2 separate regions of the Zea mays genome follow, and region 1 is linked to region 2. The links are chromatin contacts, called in public Hi-C maps. All regions are on one chromosome and are shown on one strand. Each heading gives the region's core, a stretch centred on a gene start, on an enhancer-like site or on the middle of the called end of the contact. The rest is flanking DNA. Distances are from core to core; before and after follow the strand shown. Region 1 holds the start of LOC115565779 (ubiquitin-conjugating enzyme family). Region 2 has its middle 19 kb from the start of LOC100283170.

Region 1 (3,587 bases), core at 192-2,691, 260 kb after region 2:
TGATTGTGTTGTAGTGTAACTTGAACATGGTAGGTTTAAGAGAACTCAGTTTACTCTTAACTAATGTAAGAAAGCTAAGTTATGGGAATAAAAGATCAGAACTTTTTTGATAATTTGGTGCATGAAGAACCTGGTTGCAAGAGAACATTCAAGTGTGGATAACACTTAGGTTGCAATGCATATGACAAAAAAAGAATGAATCTGTAGTAGAACATTATGGCAAAGTAGGCCTGGAGGTGATGTTTCAACCAAACAAAACAATATCTTAGAATTATAGACAACGTACTGAAAACAACCAGAGGATTTTAGTGGACCACTGTACCTTTCACTTTCTGTTCATAAACAGGACGATCACGCATCATCAGTGCTGCAGCCTCCCCATTTAATGGATCAGAAGGATTTGGATATAGTAACAGCTGTGGAAGGAATACTTCAAAAACATTTACTAGATCTGCAAAAGAGGAATGTGGAAAAAGATCTAGCTCAGATTATAGATTATATAAGATAAGAGCTCATAGCATCAATGGAAGAGAAGAGAGTATCTCACCAAACATTGGGCTCCATGTTTGGTTTATGACATCTAAACATACAGAGCCAGACCTGCATTTTGCAGTCAAATAAGAACAGGTAAGGAAATGTTAACTCCATGCATGAACTTCAATAAAATAAGAAAAATAGTTTAAGACCATAATGCTCACATCTCATCGACATTTGGGTGATAAATCTTGTTGATGAAGCCGATGGACGGGGATTTGTAAGGATATGCATCAGGCAGTTCTACCCTAACCTTCCAGACACCGCCTTGGTAGATACCTACCAAATTGAGTACGAATTTATTTGGCAAAATCCTGTGATAAACTATGACTGAAAAGGAAGGACGGTTCGGGTCAACTGAGCAACCAATCAAGGATGAAGCTAAACGGACAAGAATATCTGAACACGATCAACAGTGGAGACTGGCAGTTTTCCTGAAACTGAACTTCCACCCCACAACATCTAGATCAGAATCAGGAGCGTGCACCATCAGCACGGGAGGCAGGGAGAGAGAAGAGCAACCGGGATTCAGCGCGAGGGCTATTACTTTCGGCCGGCCCCTTGAATTCGACGAAGAATTCCTGCATCCCATCGTTCACCATCTCGACCTTGTAGTCGCTCATCATCCTGCGACGCCGATAAACCAAGAAAGCCGGCAAGAATGGCCAGATCAAAAAAAAAAGCAAGCAGAACACGGTCAGGCAGAATTGGAAAACAGACCAAGAGAGGTCCAGCATCCTCACAGCTTCATAAGGTCCATCTCGCGGCGCTTGCTCGGGGACGACATCTTGGAGAGCGGGGAAACAAGAACAGCAGCAGAAGGGCCCCCCCCCCCCCCTCAGCTCCTCGCCTTGGGGATAAGAGGGAGAAAGGGATTGCGCAGCCTGTAGACTTTGACGGTGCGTCCGCGTCGTCGTACGTCCTTCGCCTGCACGAGACTTATTATTTTATTGTTGCAGCCGCAGCGGAAATGAGATGGAAGAGGGAGAGGGTTGTGGAAGGCGAGAGAGAGCGGGCGAGACAAGCACAGGGGATGATGAAAGGGACAAAGCGAACGAAGTGAGGATTAGGGACGCAATCAATCACGCAAAACGCTGCCGAGCTCGGCGGCTAACTTCGGTCGCCACCCCCCTAAACACGCCTCCCTCGCCAGTGATCCAATCGCGTCTTTTTTGTCTAATCTAATTGAGGCCTTTAGGACTTTTGCTCTAGCCTCTAGGAGGGATTGTGCTGCGTGAGGAGGAGACCAACTGAGGAAAGCGGCGGGTGGTTGGTTGTTAGGGATGGTGCCGGTTAATTTGCATCCGTTTTCCTCTCGTAGTTACTGACTACTGTGAGCCTGTGAAGAGTGGACTGGGCAGGCCAAACCGCCGCAAAGTGCTTTGCTTCGGCGGCAGCGGTGGACGGTGGCAGTGAGCGAGAGGCATGTGCTGGCAGCTTTTCCCGGCTGCCGACGCGGGCGCGTGGCAGCCCACCAACGGAGGACTCATTTCACGGAGCTTTTGGTACAAGGGTAGTATTCTCTAGCACCCTGTTTGTACGTAGATACTGAAACTCAGAATTGTAAATTGAAATTAGTTTTCTTAAATTCTGTTGTTTAATTCCACGTGGAATTAGAGATTTGAAATCAAAGATTCAATTCTCTAAAATTAGACTATAACTAAAAACTTTTTCTCCTAATACAAAACATTATTCTTCGGTATTGCTTCCTATAAGACATGTTTACCAACAGACTATGTAAACGAAGTGTTGACTGGATTTTTTCAGGTTTAAACATGCATGACGACTTTTTTCATTGCACACTCCGTCACTACATGTTTGAGTGCCAAGAGTGCATGGTTAATCTGATCTGCATGCATGACGATAGTCCATGCTAGGAATCACGAAGCCAATCTCCACCATCGCGACTTGGTGTGACAAGATGTTCTGGTGCCGCTCAACACTGGGACCAGCAACCTGAAGTATTGGACTTCAGGAAGCTAAAGAATCGGACTTCAACAACCTACAAACTAGCTCATAGATTGTCACACCCGGCTTTAAGGGACAAAGCCAGATGCATCTCATACATGCGCCAAGAAGACAACATATATAATAACAGAGTGTATACAGATAAATGTCACAATAATCAGAGTATTTATTACATAGCGGAAGACTTATTACAAAATAAAAGGATAAACATAAAACGAACTAAGGATCGTCGGCGCCAATGTCAACTGAGAAACGACACCTAGATCAGATCATACTCCTCGCCTTGTGGCTCCTCCTGAATCACCTGCTCTTCTCCTGGGGGTGTGAGACAGCAAGGGTGAGCTCACACATGATCATAGCTCAACAAGTTGTGGGGAACCAGTGGACATGAACTCACAAAGGTGGTAGTTCATGTGATGTGTAAGGCTAATCAATGACAGGAGTTAAAGCTGAGCATTGCTTTTAAGTAGTTGGTCAAAATTTTATTAGCAGTTACTAAGTGTAAGTAAATACCAAACCTTAAGTAAAGTAATTGAACAAAATTAATAATAAACCCATGCAATGCAAATGACAAAATTGAATTTAAGTTCCATAATTTAAACATCAGAGAGTCCTCAGCCGCTCATGACCGTGAGCTCGGCTAGTATACCAGTTTTACACTCTGCAGAGCTTGTACCCTGTTGGGACTATGCTTCGTCGCCGAAGGTCTTGAAGGAAGAAGCAATTTTCTGCTGAAGCTGTTCGTATGAGATGACCGAAGGTTCCTCTTCGTGAAGCTTTGGAATTTATAAACCGACATAAAAGTAGAATGACCTTTTAGTCCATATATGTTTGAGTCACCGTTGTAATTCCTTATGAGGGGCATAATTGTAATTCCTCACAGGCCACGCCCTGTGCCTATAAATAGGTGAACAGTACCTCTGTACTGTTCACGCAATCTTGTAATCACTGGCACATTACGCTGGAATCATTGCTTTCTGCTAAGACGAAGGTATAAATGTACCTAAATGCTATGTTTCAATATTTAAGTTTACATAATAAAATATATATATATGAACATCGTTATTCATTTTCGGCATGTCTTT
Region 2 (3,716 bases), core at 740-3,239:
CGAACACCTATATTGTAATAACTACTCTCTTCCAATATTATTACTCAAACATCTGAATGTGGATTAAGTTATTATAACTCTTTCCGCTTTACTCTAATTTGTGTTGCAGTGTCTGTGCGATGGGTTAATCGCTCTTGGGATGTAAAGGAAGAAGTGAGATCTTGGTCCTGTCAAGCTATTTGGCACACCTGTACAGCCGTCCGAGGCCTTTGGGACAATGACAGGTGTAGGTGGGCCTCCCTAGAAACTGTAGCGGGTTTTCTGAAGCTAGTGAAACTTTGTAAATGCCTCGTAGTCGATCCCTAGCCATTCATCTCGGAAGTGTCTAAGGGTTTGCTAACCCTGGCTAGACGGGGATACACGACTTGTGGGTAAAGTGTGCAACCTCTGCAGAATGTAAAACTGGTATATCAGTCATGCTCGCGGTTATGAGCATCTAAGGACTCTTGCATGATTAATTTATGGAACTAAATTTAATCTGTTATATGCATTGCATCGCGGATGTTATTATCAATTTTGATCTCTTACTTAATTGGGTTGGTATCTACTTATACTTAGTAACTGCTAATAAAATTTTGACCAAATTTAAAAGCAATGCTCAACTTTAACCATTTCTTTTGGTAAGCCTTACACTTCACATGAGCTCCCACCTTTGGTGAGTTCATGCACATTATTCCCCATAACTTGTTGAGCGATGAACGTATGTGAGCTCACCCTTGCTGTACTCACATCCACAGGTCAAGAACAAGTACCACTAGATGAAGCGCATGAAGGATGATGTGATGGGTTCGTGAGTGGTCTAGGCCATCGTCTCCCAGTCAACTATGGTTGTTGGGTCGTTGTCTGCATATGATGTAATTATTTAACTATTTTGTACAGAACTCCTATTATATAGTAAAGATGTGACATTTGTTTTTGTAGCATGAGTCATCATATGTGTGAGACTTGGTCCCAGCACACTTGGTGAAGTTTGCGCCCGGGTTTGGTGCCCCCTAAAACCCGGGTGTGACATTTGTGTTATATTGTAATGGACTATGTGTGGTCACAACTCAAACGACCCCTATTTGTGATGGAATTGTGAGTTTCTATTAGACTGTAATGGACTTGTAAGGTATTTTAGTGAACAGTGATATATGTGTGAAGAATTGTGATATTTTGTGTTAAATGTGTGTAATTCTGGAATTGTTGTTTCTGTCATATTGTTGTGATTATATTGTTGTTGAAATTGCTGTTTTTTACATTTCTATCATATTTTTCTCTCTCTGAAATTACTTATTTTCAGCGGCCATGCGTGGGCCGCCGAAAATAAGCCTGGCAAAATTTTGGCGGCCACTATTTTCGGCGGCTTATGAGCCGGTCGCCGAAAATAAGCTATTTTCGGTGGCCGAGCTCTGGCTGCCGAAAATTAGTAGTTATTTCTGGCTAATGTTTTTTTTGGCGGCCAGGAGCCACCGAAAATAGCTTATTTTCGACAGCATAGGCCCTATTTTCGGCGGCTTCTGGCCGCCGAAAATGAATTTTCTCCATATAGTGTTTCTTTTACTGGCGTGCGATAACTGAAACCGCCTAAATATTAGACTTCACCATAGCCTTAGAGCTTGAGCCACTTATGGAATCTTTAGTACCGGTTGATGTTTTAAACAGTATTAAAGATTTAAGCTTTAGTACCAGTTTATTTGACAGAACCGATATAAATGTATTTGTTCCGGTTCTTGTATTGAATCGGTACCGAATTACATAAAATATTAGTACCGGTTGAGGGACTTAGCTTGCACGGATCTCCGGATTTACAATCGGCCCTGTATCTATTACTAATAATACCAGTTTTAAATCGACTGGAACCAAAGTGGTTTGACCGAACCCTATTGCCTATTGGCATGTTTTCCGTTTTCCATATCTCGTGTCACGTATCTTCGTACAAGCTACAGCCTACAGTACGTGTACACCGGCCAGGCTTGGTCACTAGAAGCAGCTACAGCCTTCTGCCCTTATGGGCCTCGAACTCACCACGAACAGACCACACTTGGGCCGGGCTGGAAATCGCAGGACACAGGGATACGGTCGGCACCGTCAAAAAAAGCCTCTACCAACTCCGTCGATATCGTCAGCGCAAAAAAGAACGCCGTGTGCCGCGCGCTATGCCATGCGGACGTTACCAGACACATGCAGCGGCTCGACGACGACACCCACCGTGGTTGCTAGCTAGCTATCTCCAGCTGCTGCTTGACGTGCCACCACCACTCCGACCGATCATCCCGCCGACCTAACACCCGCACTCGCGCCACGCGCGTCGTTCCTCCATGCAATCACGCCTGCCCCGGCCCCTAGCCGATCGAGATCACCTCGGCACCACACACCGACTGCAGTCTGCAGTGCGTTGCCTTTCGAGACATGTAGGATGATGTAGAGCTCGTCGACGTCGTAGCGCCACACTGGCTGGCACGCACCTTGCGTGATCACCACCGCATCATACGTGTACATACATGCATGCTCCGACGTGCGTCCAAGAGCTAGCTAGGTTCCCAAAAGGGAAATATGTCGCTGTTGTTATTATCTTCGCGTCGCCATGCAAATGCGTGCGTAGACCGGGCCAGCTGCAGGGAGGTTAGTTATACCTGAGCTTTCATAGGTGGCGGATCCATATCCCTTCTCTTTGTCTATACTTAAACACCAATTTCAACGTTCATCTTTTTATAAAAAAGTCCATACATTTTTTCCAAATCAACTCAGCGTAAAATGTTAAAAAGTGGTGTAGGAGGTGGGTTATTATGTTAAAAAGTGGTACATGAAGTGAATTATGTTAAGAAGAGACGATGCAGGAGTTAGGGTTTTAACCCACACCTTAATGGAAGAAGGGTGCGAGACACTAGATGAAGTTGTCAACCAGTAGAACATCATACTCAATTGTTTATAATAATTAATATAAATTGTACATATGTATATATGATTTCTTATAAAAGAAAAAAATAATCGTGCCGGGCCGGGCCAGCACTATGGACCGAGGCTACGGGCCAAGCACCGCACGACGCTCGTGCCGAGTTGGCCCAGGCACTATTAAATGTGTTGTTCGCCAGACACGACCCATCTGGCCTCCGCACGATAATAATGGTACTCGTCTCAGTTGCCACCACCTCGTTCGCCATTCTATTTCTTTTCTCTCTTCCCTCATGCCTCCACCTCCGCAACACCCCATTCTCGGCAGAGGGCATAGGAGCATGCGCCTCCTCCCCGTATTCGTCCGACACCAGCCCCGACACCGACTCGCGCAGTGGTTATTGCACGTCCACGAGGACGTTTCACATCATGTGTGCACCATCGTTTTCACCGTCGTCGGGCGTCCCGTTCGTTTTCCCGGCCTTCGCCATGTTCTTCCTCCCCAACCTGCTGTCCCCGCCCACGGTCGCAACCGACGTTCGTCGACGCGGGTACGGGGTGAGTCGGTCATGCTCCTGGCCTTTCTCCGTGTGTGCCGTCGAGGAGGACATGGTGGCGCCTGCCACGCTTAGGTTATCTTGGCGATGAGGAGTACAGGTCTGAGATATTGGACAACCAAGGCCCGTAGCGTGGCAGCAGTCGTCATATGCTACGGAGTTGGTGGTGTTGTTGTGTCGCTTCGGCGGGTCCAGAGCTGTTCGCCGTACTCGGATTGACGCCTGGTGCGGGTGCCTCTCGGTTTGGAGTTGCTCCGATTGGGCTTCTTTCTCCGCTTGCGTGCT

Evidence for each region. A called contact is a pair of places that touch in the nucleus more often than the background predicts.
Region 1: a contact with region 2 is called in a Hi-C map of leaf, with 5 times the contacts expected there. The contact joins the promoter of LOC115565779 here to the enhancer-like site in region 2. A contact is called at or near these places in 2 of 25 Hi-C or Micro-C datasets (ear and leaf).

The regions. Positions count from the first base shown.
Region 1 is chr1:241,651,321-241,654,907 of Zm-B73-REFERENCE-NAM-5.0, forward strand. LOC115565779 (ubiquitin-conjugating enzyme family) reads right to left here and starts at 1,442. Exons shown (of 6, transcript NM_001372121.2): 1 at 1,278-1,442; 2 at 1,082-1,161; 3 at 699-813; 4 at 548-600; 5 at 323-451. The coding sequence starts at 1,321.
Region 2 is chr1:241,389,297-241,393,012 of Zm-B73-REFERENCE-NAM-5.0, forward strand. No RefSeq gene overlaps it. Among protein-coding and RNA genes, the nearest start is that of LOC100283170, 19 kb to the left of the region's middle. Within about 2 kb of position 1,990, at least 18 of the 20 cell types and tissues checked have an H3K27ac peak or open chromatin away from gene starts, as enhancers often do. A contact at or near this core is called in ear and leaf, where this site is marked.